Regions from separate parts of the Anas platyrhynchos genome. Here region 2 is linked to region 1. Evidence: chromatin contacts called from public Hi-C data. All regions are on one chromosome and are shown on one strand. The core of a region is the stretch at or near the end of the contact, and the rest is flanking DNA. Distances in the headings are between cores, read along the strand shown.

What was found. Hi-C and Micro-C count contacts between places; a contact is called where the count stands out from the background.
Region 2: a Hi-C map of subcutaneous adipose tissue shows a contact between it and region 1, with 4 times the contacts expected there. The contact joins two enhancer-like sites. A contact is called at or near these places in 5 of 8 Hi-C or Micro-C datasets (F5 follicle, skeletal muscle, small yellow follicle and 1 more).

The regions. Positions count from the first base shown.
Region 1 is chr5:37,379,386-37,384,674 of IASCAAS_PekinDuck_T2T, forward strand. No RefSeq gene overlaps it. Among named protein-coding and RNA genes, the nearest start is that of ZFP36L1, 23 kb to the right of the region's middle. Within about 2 kb of position 1,981, at least 2 of the 8 cell types and tissues checked have an H3K27ac peak or open chromatin away from gene starts, as enhancers often do. A contact at or near this core is called in subcutaneous adipose tissue, where this site is marked.
Region 2 is chr5:37,680,799-37,686,087 of IASCAAS_PekinDuck_T2T, forward strand. All of the region lies in intron 8 of RAD51B (RAD51 paralog B), which reads right to left. Among named protein-coding and RNA genes, the nearest start is that of TMEM229B, 190 kb to the right of the region's middle. Within about 2 kb of position 2,988, at least 1 of the 8 cell types and tissues checked has an H3K27ac peak or open chromatin away from gene starts, as enhancers often do. A contact at or near this core is called in subcutaneous adipose tissue, where this site is marked.

The DNA.
Region 1 (5,289 bases), core at 731-3,230:
TGCTCTTGCAGGACAAAACAAAACAAAAAATGCCTTGGAAAATGCAAACCTTGTGCCCCTTAGGAGCTGTAGCAGCCTGAACGTTGTACAGCTCCTAAATGGCTTTGATTTTCTCACAAGGGTTTTGGAAACGTGTGATTTCCAATGTTTCCTCCATTCCCCCTATGTAGCAATTGTTGGCTGGAAGGCTGAATGCTGTGCGTACAGTACCTGGGGGTGTTTCCCCTTTCACCAGCCCTGCCATCAGTTACCCCTCCACCCCCTCCCTCCAAACCTGCAAGAGAGTTGTTAGCCATTCACCCTGGGGCTGATTTGCTAGGACAATGCCGCTGATGAGCGAGCAGTTACGCCTAGCAGAGCCCTGGGGCTGGGGGGCACACAAGCAGGGTGCTCTGTGCATATCAGCTGCATGGGATGCAGCAGGTACATGTACACTGACTCCACATAAAGCGGCCATTCCAGGCACCAAAAGGAAAGTGTAAGGCGTAACAGGCTGGGGGCCTGTGTAAGAAACAAGGCCGCATTATGTGCTGTAGTGAAACACTAGGTAATGGCAACCCTGTAGGCCTGGGTAGTCTCAAGATGTTCAAAGGACAATCGCTACTATTGATTTGCTGGGCCTAGACTATGAGGGAGTGACAAGGAAGAGGTGGGAGTGTAAGGTAAAACCCGCTCTTCAAGATGAATGAAGGGCTTAAAATAAAAGACAAAGAGTTTCACAGGAACTGAACGATACTCTTTTGTGTTACAGTGGCTGCTTCCCATAACCGGGGTCTCCTCTCCTCATTCCTTGCTTTCCCACCCTAGAAAACCCATGTTCTGTGCAGGTGTTCAGCAGTGACAGGTTGAGCTGGAAAGATCCAGATCAACATGCTTGGAGTAGATGCTTCAGTCCAGGCCAGGAATTGCTCCCTTTTCCAGTCCTGGCACTTGTGTGGTTTAAAATCCACATCTGCTCGTTATATGACCTTCCCTGAACTTCTTTTATTCCAGTAACTCGTATCTCTTATCCTTGAATGCCAGAAGAATCACACTATGCTGTATTGTTCAGTAAGAATGAGTGATAGTTAGTGTATAAATTCTGAGACTCCAAATCTCTAAATTTACTTAGTTCAGTTAATATCTCAAAAACCTGCACTGCACACTCCCATTTGTCTACATAACCTGAACAACAGTAATAGCTGTGTGTGGAAAAACTGCGATGAGTGGCTTGTGCTTACACTCACAGTGGAAAAGTGGTGTTACGTAGCAGCCAGCGCTGAGGTGGACTTGGGTCTAAAGTTGCCCCATGCGTGGCCACACTATGACTGTGCACTTTACATAACAGTGGGGTTTGTCCAGTATATCAGCAATTAGCGCACCAGAGTGTCAGCTGCAATGCTGTGCTATAGAAGGAAACTTCAGCATACTTTATTATCAGATATATCATGTGAAGCAAGCAACTGCCGTAGCATAGAGTTCATGGGCTGGGGGAGGCAGGGGTTGCTGGATCCAAATGTGTTCTTTGGGAGCTTCTAGACCACACTGCAGCTGTCCCCAGTCCTTGACTTGTTGGATATTCTAGCATCACGCAGAATGTGGCAGGCCGAGGGCAGGTGGGTGTGTGTGGAAGGCTCTCCCTGGTTACAGAACCAGCATGGGGATACAGCTGAAGTACCTGCACCCCGTCGCCAGGTCTCTTGCCACAACATTCACTAGCCTCCAAACTGCAGCATCTCCCTCTGTAAAATATGCAGGATGATACTGTAAATCCTTCGATCGTTCTGGATGATTCTCCAACCTACTCTGCGAGTTCGAGACAGGTGTTACAGACTGAGTTGCCTCAGACATTTCTCAGCACGGCAGTAGGCAATGCTCGCAAAGAGCATTCAGCTCTCTTGCCTAGGGCTGGCGCACCATGAAGACAGACCGAGAAGCCCTCTGCTCCCACAGGCCCCTTCGTGCCAGCCATTTGCAGAAAGCCTCACGGCCCCTCTGCTGCGGGAGGCTAGCTGTGACCCCACCAGATGGTGCTGTAACACTGCCTCAACGAAATACCCTTTTTAGAGGAAACTTGAAAAACCCATCTTAAAATAGCCCTGGTGACCCAAGCCTTTGTGGAAAAAAAATATGTATTTATGTACCAAAAATACACAACAACACCCCTGACTAGAGAACTGGAAACTCTGCCTTCCTCCGCTCGTGTGGTTTCCGGCAGGCTCACCTGCCGGGGGAGCGGAAGGACGAGGAGGGGGAGCGGGGGCCTCAAAAACCAGCCGAAGGAGCCGGGGCATGCGCAGCTCCCTCGAAGGATCTGCTGTCAGCCCACCTGCCTGTCCCTTCCCATCCTGCTGCCTGCCCTGGGGCTGCCTCTGCCCTGAGGAGCACTGTGAGAAAGGCCTGAGGGCTGCAGGCCTGTTCCTGACCCTGCTGCAGCTCCTGAGGGACGCGGGGCACAGCCTGACAAAGGGCACACGCAGCCCGCCTTTGTGGCCACCAGCAGGGCAGCGGGGTGAGGGGGGAGGCCGAATTAAGACCCAGATACTAAACTGCAACGGTAGAAACCACAAGGCAACCACCCAGGAAACCTTCACAGGCTGTTCTTGAGAGTGGTTGGCGAGGCTTAGAAGTAGTGAGAGCTTACAAATGCTTCTTTTCTGAACCTGACTGAGAAAAATAAAGCTGCTGAGGAACCAGCCCCCCCCCCCCGTCTCCCTGCACATGCACACACGTGTACCCACAGGAGCTACCCAGCAGTGGGGCTGGCACCCTTCTCCTGCCACAGCCCTGTTTCCAGCCAGTCTTAGCTACACTTTCAATGGTGCCACTCTTCTAAAGCAGCCTGGTGACAAAGAGGCTTCAGGAAATATTTTCTGGCTTGGTCCGGACAGAATTTCTAGTGGTCTGGGTGTGCCTTCTGAGCTGATGGCTTTTCTGCTGTGTTTTACCATCCGATGGGGAAGTAGCCGTCTTCCAGCAGCCTGGCCAGGGGCTCTCTCCTCAGAAATGCCTTCCCCTGTTGAGCCCTTTGCAAGCCAGCTCACTATGGCAGCCTCGAACTGCAGGGTTCCCTAACCATGTCGGGGCTCTGGGGGGACAGCCCGAGGCAGTGCACCCACCCCTGGTGAAGAGGCACGGTTCTCTTTCCTCATCAGTACTTCTACAGCAAGGGAACTCATCTGGCTTTCTCAGTCCACACACCCTACCCCTCATCCACTCCCCCAAGCACAAACAGGGGCTGTGAAGTGACTCCCCTTCAAGATGAGATCCCTCCACTTGAGGCCAGAACAGGTGGACTCCAAGTTCCTGGAGGTGTGGATCAGCTCCCAGACTGCCTGGGCCCCTGCTCCTGCTGTTTGGCAACATGGTGGTAAGTTGTTCAGTCCTCCTGTGGCCCAAAAGGTGGCAAAGCCCTGCTCTTGGATTTGTCTTATCCATTTGTCTTTGCTGGGAGTCCAGCACATGCTGCCTTACCCTTTCCGGTACCTGCTGGACTGATGAGCGGAGAAGACAGTAATGCTCATGAGCTCCCAATCAGCCCAACTTCCCATGGGCATTACTTTCCCAGGGTCTGGAAAACCTTGGGCAAACAGCACAGACCATTTTCAACAGTTTCATCGGGGTTAATGCACACCATGGCTTTCTCCTTGCCTCAGCAGCGATGCCTGTCCCCACGAGCTCTGTCCCATGTCACTCCTCACAGACTGCCCTGGCAGAACTGGCACCACTCTTGCTCCTCCTATGGCACACGGCTAACGCACCTCCACCTTCCACGTGCCCTCATCCAACATCCAGGTGTCACTGGCCTGCTGACAGCCAGCACCCTGGCACCAAGGGCATCTCAGCCTCGCGCCTCCAACCAGGCGGAGGAGGTCCCCTTCACAACCCCTCCTTTACACCACGGGTGTGCTTGCTTTCCTTTTGACTCCAAGAAGCACATTCATGCCATTTTCAGCTCCTGGTTCTCCAGGAACAAATGCCAAAATTGGAAGGGAATGGTTGGGAATGTTATCCCAGAGGTATTCACACAAACACTTTCCATCATTTCATTTACCAAGAAAAATACCCTTGAAAATACTCCGCTAAGGAAAACTTTTCTTGTCTTCGGCACCTCAGGGACTTTCAGCATCTTCTTGGGGCGAGACCTTCACCGGGGGGGTTGTCCCACTTCTCACTTGCAACTGATGCAGACCAAAACAGTGAAGAAAGCAGGGGAAGTGGCCGCTCACTCCGGTGCAAGGGAGCTTCCCGCACTTCAAAGCCATCGGGGCTCTCTGCCGGCAGGAAGGGCTGCGCGGGGACACTGGGCGTGGGGCAAACCAGCGACAAGGAAATTGTGGGGCCGATGGGACGTGAAAGCTGCAAGTGTGTGAAAGGCAGGACGGAAGTGTTGTAGGGGGCAGCCCTATTTTTAGCTGCCTCTTGCAGAACTTTGCTAGCGTTTGCTGTAGTAGGAGAGCTGCTTCTCCTTTCCTTGATGTAAGCAGAGCCGACGACGTTTGGGTCTGTTTTTATTTAGCTACTCACGAGATAGCACTGACTGAAAGGTCCCTTGAACGCTGTGGATGCAAAAACACCCGTGGTCAGAGAGTCTTGGGCAAGGAGAACAGAAAGCATCTGACACTTCCCTGTCTCCATTTCAGGACTGTGAGAGGTAGAAACCGAAGCCGAGGCTGCCAGCATGACTCTTAGTCACATCAACAGGGGATTTTGCAACACAGTGGGTGCAGGGAGTCTGCAAGCAAATCTGGAGTGCTTCGCGAGGGCATTGGATTGGGGTTCCTCTGGCTGTGAGGCCTGAGCAGTGCTGTGCAACCCTCCCTTTCCTGCTCCACTGCAACCTGCTCGGCCGCTCCGGGTGGGTGGGAGGCAGGCAGGGTTTAGCACTAATTAGCATGGAGCACTGTGGGGAGCAAGAGGTGGCCATGCCTACCCTGTACGGGGCTCCTTTTAACGCTTGCATTAACATTAGATGATTCCTACGCCCACTGTAGGGAATATCCTACAGGGAGAGGCCATTCCTAAGCCAGGCAAGAGAGGACATTAGGCAGCCGTGCAGAGGAGCATGAGACGAGATGTGGTTGTTCTGCATGGGGCTGGAACCACCAAGGCAAGCTCCAGACTGGATCCCACCGCTGGCAGTTCGGCTCAGTGTGACTTGCAGTGTCCAGCTCAAGGTCAGGATGGGAAGGACGGTGTCCAGACCTGTATAACCAGAGCCTGTTGCTGCTCTCAGTATCTCATCCCTGCAGTGGGTAGACACGTGGATAACGTATATAGCCCCTTCTTAAACTGGATTGATTAAGGCAG
Region 2 (5,289 bases), core at 1,738-4,237, 300 kb after region 1:
CTATCAGATGTTGATGGGAAAAAAAAAAAAAACAGTATTCATAGTGTTCTACTTAGTATTGCAATGCAAAACAGGTTATTAAAAGACAAAATGCTGTATGAGGCAGAGGTTGCATATTCTTTTAAGAGTACTTTGCAGCTAGCCAGACACTACCAAATTGCAGGGTTATAAAAGGGAGGACTTCAAGTGGTGGTGGTGGTGTGATGACACGACACTACACCTGAACCCAGGGTGTGGACAGACTGAGATCATGGAAAGAATGCATTTTAAGTTTCAAATAATCAAATATTTTAAGCATCTACATTTTCAAGAATAAATACAAATATAATATTAAGAGTTTAAGGAAACAATGTCAAGCAAGAGGGTATAGCAACAGAAATGAATTTAGGCAAACTAGACACTTTAAAAAGGCTATGGAAAAAAAAGTATCTAGGCACAGAGGAGGGAGTGACTAGGTTGCAGGTAGATCAAAGTAATGTTATACTAAAAGAATAGCAGATAATGTCCCATTATTGCTAAATCTTCATACATACAAACCCACAACATTAGAATACAACCACTATTTTCCTGTGTTTCTAGAGAAACAAATACAGTATTTCTTTGTCTACTTTCCCTGAAGTGTGGAAAAGCATAAAAAGTTCAGACTAATAATACCAACAACCAAGGCAATTAAGCCCATTAAGATTATTGTTCTTACTTCATTTACAAGCTGCAATCAAAGGTCAGCATTGAGTATTTTAGAGATATCTGGCACATGTAGGGAATATTACAAATGCATAACCATCTGACACTAGTGACCACAGTTTGAAAACTTCTGAATTAAACAGCACTAAGCTGGCTTCTGAAAAGACAGGAAGTTGAAAATCAGCTCAAAAGTAAATCTAAAAGCCTGTAGTTGTTACAGAAGGCCTACATATAATACGAATATTCATCTCAAGACAGAGAGCCCTAATAACAAATTGAGCAAAAAGTTTAAATATGATTTTCAAGAGACAAGCAGACCTTACAAAATGAGCATTCAAACTAATACAGCTGATGGAGAGGAAAATAAATTACAACAGTCAATATATAAGAATGAAATCCAGAGAACTCTGATGGAGTTGGAAAAGCAAATAAACAAGGACATAAAAACAAACAAATTCCTGAAGAACTTCTAAAGCAAGTAAACAAAGAATCTGCTGGGAAGAAAAAGTGAAAGGGGACAAGGACCACTTAAAGAAATAGTATGATTATGTTAAATACATCCTCAGTGAAAAAATAACCTTAGACAAATACTTAAATTGATCCCACAGCTATTTTCAAATAAAAGAGATCATAGAAACTTACAATCATTAAGGTTGGAAAAGACCTCCAAGATCATCTGGTCCAACCATCCACCTACCACCAGTATCACCCACTAAATTGTGTCCCTACCAGGCCCAACCTTTCCTTAAACACCTCCAAGGATAAGGAGATGCCAGAATCTATGGGATCAAAAAGATACTGAAGTTGCAAGTTAAAGAGAAACCTGTCAACACAATTGGAGGGAATACACCTTAGGTGTGAAAGAGTCCTCACAAAGTTCACTTTCAGAGTGGATGAACCCCTAAAAAAACCCACTGTAAAGCAGCTGCATCACAGCACTTGCACATAAACATGCGCCAGTTCCTTTTCTCACTCTACATACACACCATATTTTTGCCCATTTGCAGGCTTACCCTCTGTAGCATTACTGTTTTTCACAGCACAAAATAAAACTCCCTCAGACATGTTGCTATAATAGACCCATCTGCAACTCCCCTGTTCTTCATCTTTGCTAGATCTTCACAAGATCACCACCTTACACACAAAACGTGTCCGGTGTAACACTGGTGAGTCACTATAATGTCACAGCACACCCATGCTAAAACACCACAGAGCAAATGAGGCACATCTGCCTCATCTTCAGACCCAAATATCAGACTGAAGTCTCCAGGAACTGTTTTCCTTCTTCACAACATTGATTTTTATACGGCTTCATTATGTGTGACCATCCAAAGTTTAAATACATGCCTTGTATTAAAAAAGATCATGTCTGTAAATTTGGGATAGCTGTATTAACCTGTGGGGTTCTGCCATTTGTGTGCACAGTCCATTTCCAGCCACTGCAGCTACCAAATCCGATCTGAGTAAGAAGTGATTTTTCAACAATGCCATTTTAGCCATATTTGAAAAGTAAGAAAACACACTGTGGGCACTACCACTGTTCATGTGTTCCTTTGGGGACATCTTTATAAGCACCCATTATGGAGAAAAAACACATACACACACACACACTAAAAAACCCTTTAATTTCCATAATTATTTCTAATACCTTTTCCACGGAGAAAAATCTGCTGTATAAGGCTGTAGTTTCACATATGGCTTAGGTGTTTTAAGGCAGTGCTGCAATGAGAGGAAGCCATCCTGCCCTCTCCTGTCTCTCATTCTCATCCCCAGACTGCTGCCCACCCCATGCAGGAAGATGCCCGTATGGGCAGGAAGCGACATGGACAAAGGGCCTGATGCAGGTTAAAACCAGCCACGTGTGATCCGAATCCAGATCTCGGTCTGTATGGAAGGAGGATGGGATGATCCCAGATGTTTGATGGAGAACAGAAGTTCTGATTACACTTATGGGGGTTGCACTGGATGGTCTTTAAAGGTCCCTTCCAACCCGAACCATTCTGTGATTCTACGTTAGACTCTTTTCCATTGCTACGCTGAGGGAAAACACCATTAAATTACATCCTTGTTTCTGGTCCTGGTAGTTCTCCAAATCTGAAATCAGACAGTTGTGACTGAAGAACTGGCTGCAGCCCAAGTACACCTCAGCCTACCACGACTGCCTAGCAAGGTGAAGGCAGCTGTTACCTCACAAGTGGTCTGATTGTTTCATTGCTTTGAAATGGAATTGTCTGGAGGCCCTCACGGTTCTGAGTGCTGCAATTGCTCCCAGGGAGATGTAGAGGAGAAAGCCAAAGTGTTGGTAAACAGCCCGTGATATACCCAACGTGAGTCACAGCTGCAGCCTCCCTTTCCCCTCATCCTGCCAGATCCGTCTTTCACAGATTCTTTACTTTTTGTTGAAGAATCCCAGTCATGATTTACTAGCAATTTCCCAGGGAGCTTATTTCTTCATCAAAAATGACAGCAAGACTATCCTGTAGAGCAAAAACATTTTGTGGCAATATGTTTACATGAGTGCTTTTGTCTAAAAGGAAAGGATTATATGTATGTACTATTTACATAGATACACTTCCTCTAAAATACCATTTGCTATGCTTCAGCTGGTGACTAGTGCATGTGCATGTTCTGCAGCAGCAAGGCACCACATACAAACTTTTCAGAAATAGTCTTCACAAGGGTTTAACTATCCTACAGAAGTAGGAAGCAAAAAAAAAAAAAAAAAATCACATTAAAATTTGACAAAAACCTTGCAGCGTTTTGGAATTGCCTGACACATCCTCTGTTAAGACAACCATCTAGAGTAGCAATGGGTTGTATCTCATATAGATGCGTCTGGTTTTCTCTCTGAGTTCATTGAAAAAAAGTTGAGGATATCAAGAAACCGACTTCCAGTGAAGTTATTCTGCCACCTACTGTTGCTTTTATGGATATACGAGATATTTTAATGTAAATCTTCCCATTAGAAAAATCCAAAACAAACAAACAAACAAAAAAAACAGTTATTTCCTTACTGGGAAAAAAAAAAATATATCTAATTATTAACCATAAACTGTTAACATATTACAATCTTGTTCTGTTGTTGACTTGTCAGCTGTGCAAATCAGAAGCTGTTTATTGCCAAAGCCTAGGGGGTTGAGGACAAGGGAAAAGCTTGCTTGGTTTAAAAAACAACAACGACACAACAACAAAACAAACAAACAAAATCATAAATCACAGTATTCTCATTAATCTTCTAAAATTCACATATAGCAAACTGTCTAACAGCCTTTTAAGCTGAAAATTCTGACCCCAAACACTTCAGTATAACAGTATCAAAACAACAATCTAATTTAATATTTTTTTTAAGAGTCATATTGAAATTCACCAGTCTAAATTCACTGCCTGATCTAGGTAAATGGAAAATATAAGTGGTATTGGAAAGGTAAGCCCATCACGTCTTCGCTTTTAGCAGTAATGGAGCTGAAGTTTTATGAAGTTTGACCAAGTCCTTTCACTACAAGGCAGTGACAAGAAAGCAGAGGCTTTGCCAGCCTTGTCAGAGGAAGCACCGACTCCACAAAGTGAACACCAGTCTGCTCCACTTCTCCCCTGCCCTGCATGTTTCCTCATCTCACCAGGCCAAGAGAGCCATGGGTGGCCTCCATCCAAACAGCGGTGGAATAAATGAGCTTAGCTCACAGGACCTGAGGGGATCACAACACGAGACAGCACGGTTAACCACTCTTTATATTAAACAGACGTATTTGTTTGGCCTTCATTTGGAACACCACTGAAAGCTTGTTCCACCTTGCTGAGCCTGGCGGGGGCCCACCACCATCTACAATCAACATCCAGTTGCCCCCCCCATCCCTCTGATACCCTGCTGCCCCGTACACACTAGCCAGGCTGCCACCCAGCCCTTTTTGCAGAGCAGCACATGCACGGCAGCTTCACACTCTTTCAGATGAGGCCTCCCAGCAACTCCTTTTTTCTTGACAAGTGCACAGCTGGGCTATGAAGACGGGAGCTCTGCATCCCACCCCACAAGCAGCTCCTTGACTGAAGCAGCTGCAGGACCATCGCACCGGCTGCAGCGAGCTGCACGTCCCTGCCCAGCCTCCGGCACAGGGCACAGCAGGGAAGGATTTGTTGGCTGGGGAGCTCCTTCATATTTTTCTGACTGATTTCTTTAAATTGGTCTCGTTACTGAGCCCAGCGAGCAGACCTGCAATATTAATTACTGCTTTTTGTTTCAATATATTATTCTAATTTGCATACCACAGCAATGAGATTTTAATTAGATCTCAATGCTTTTATATGTACCTATCCACTTTTACCCCTATCTGCATCAAATAATTTCTACATGTTAAGTATTATTACCCCTATATTTTGAAGCAAAATAGCAACAGTCATTCAAAGAAAGGCAAAGAAAAACTGTGGCAGAGCTAGATCCCAGTACAGATATTGGCCACCTTCCCTTGCAATCAATACTAAATAAACCTGCAAAAAAGTGCATATATCCATAAAAATCAAATTTAGAAAAAGATGTTTTTAGTAGATCTGGTTTCAGAGAGTTGTGTTTTCTGTACCAAAAATGGAAGGTCATCCTGTACAAACTCAATA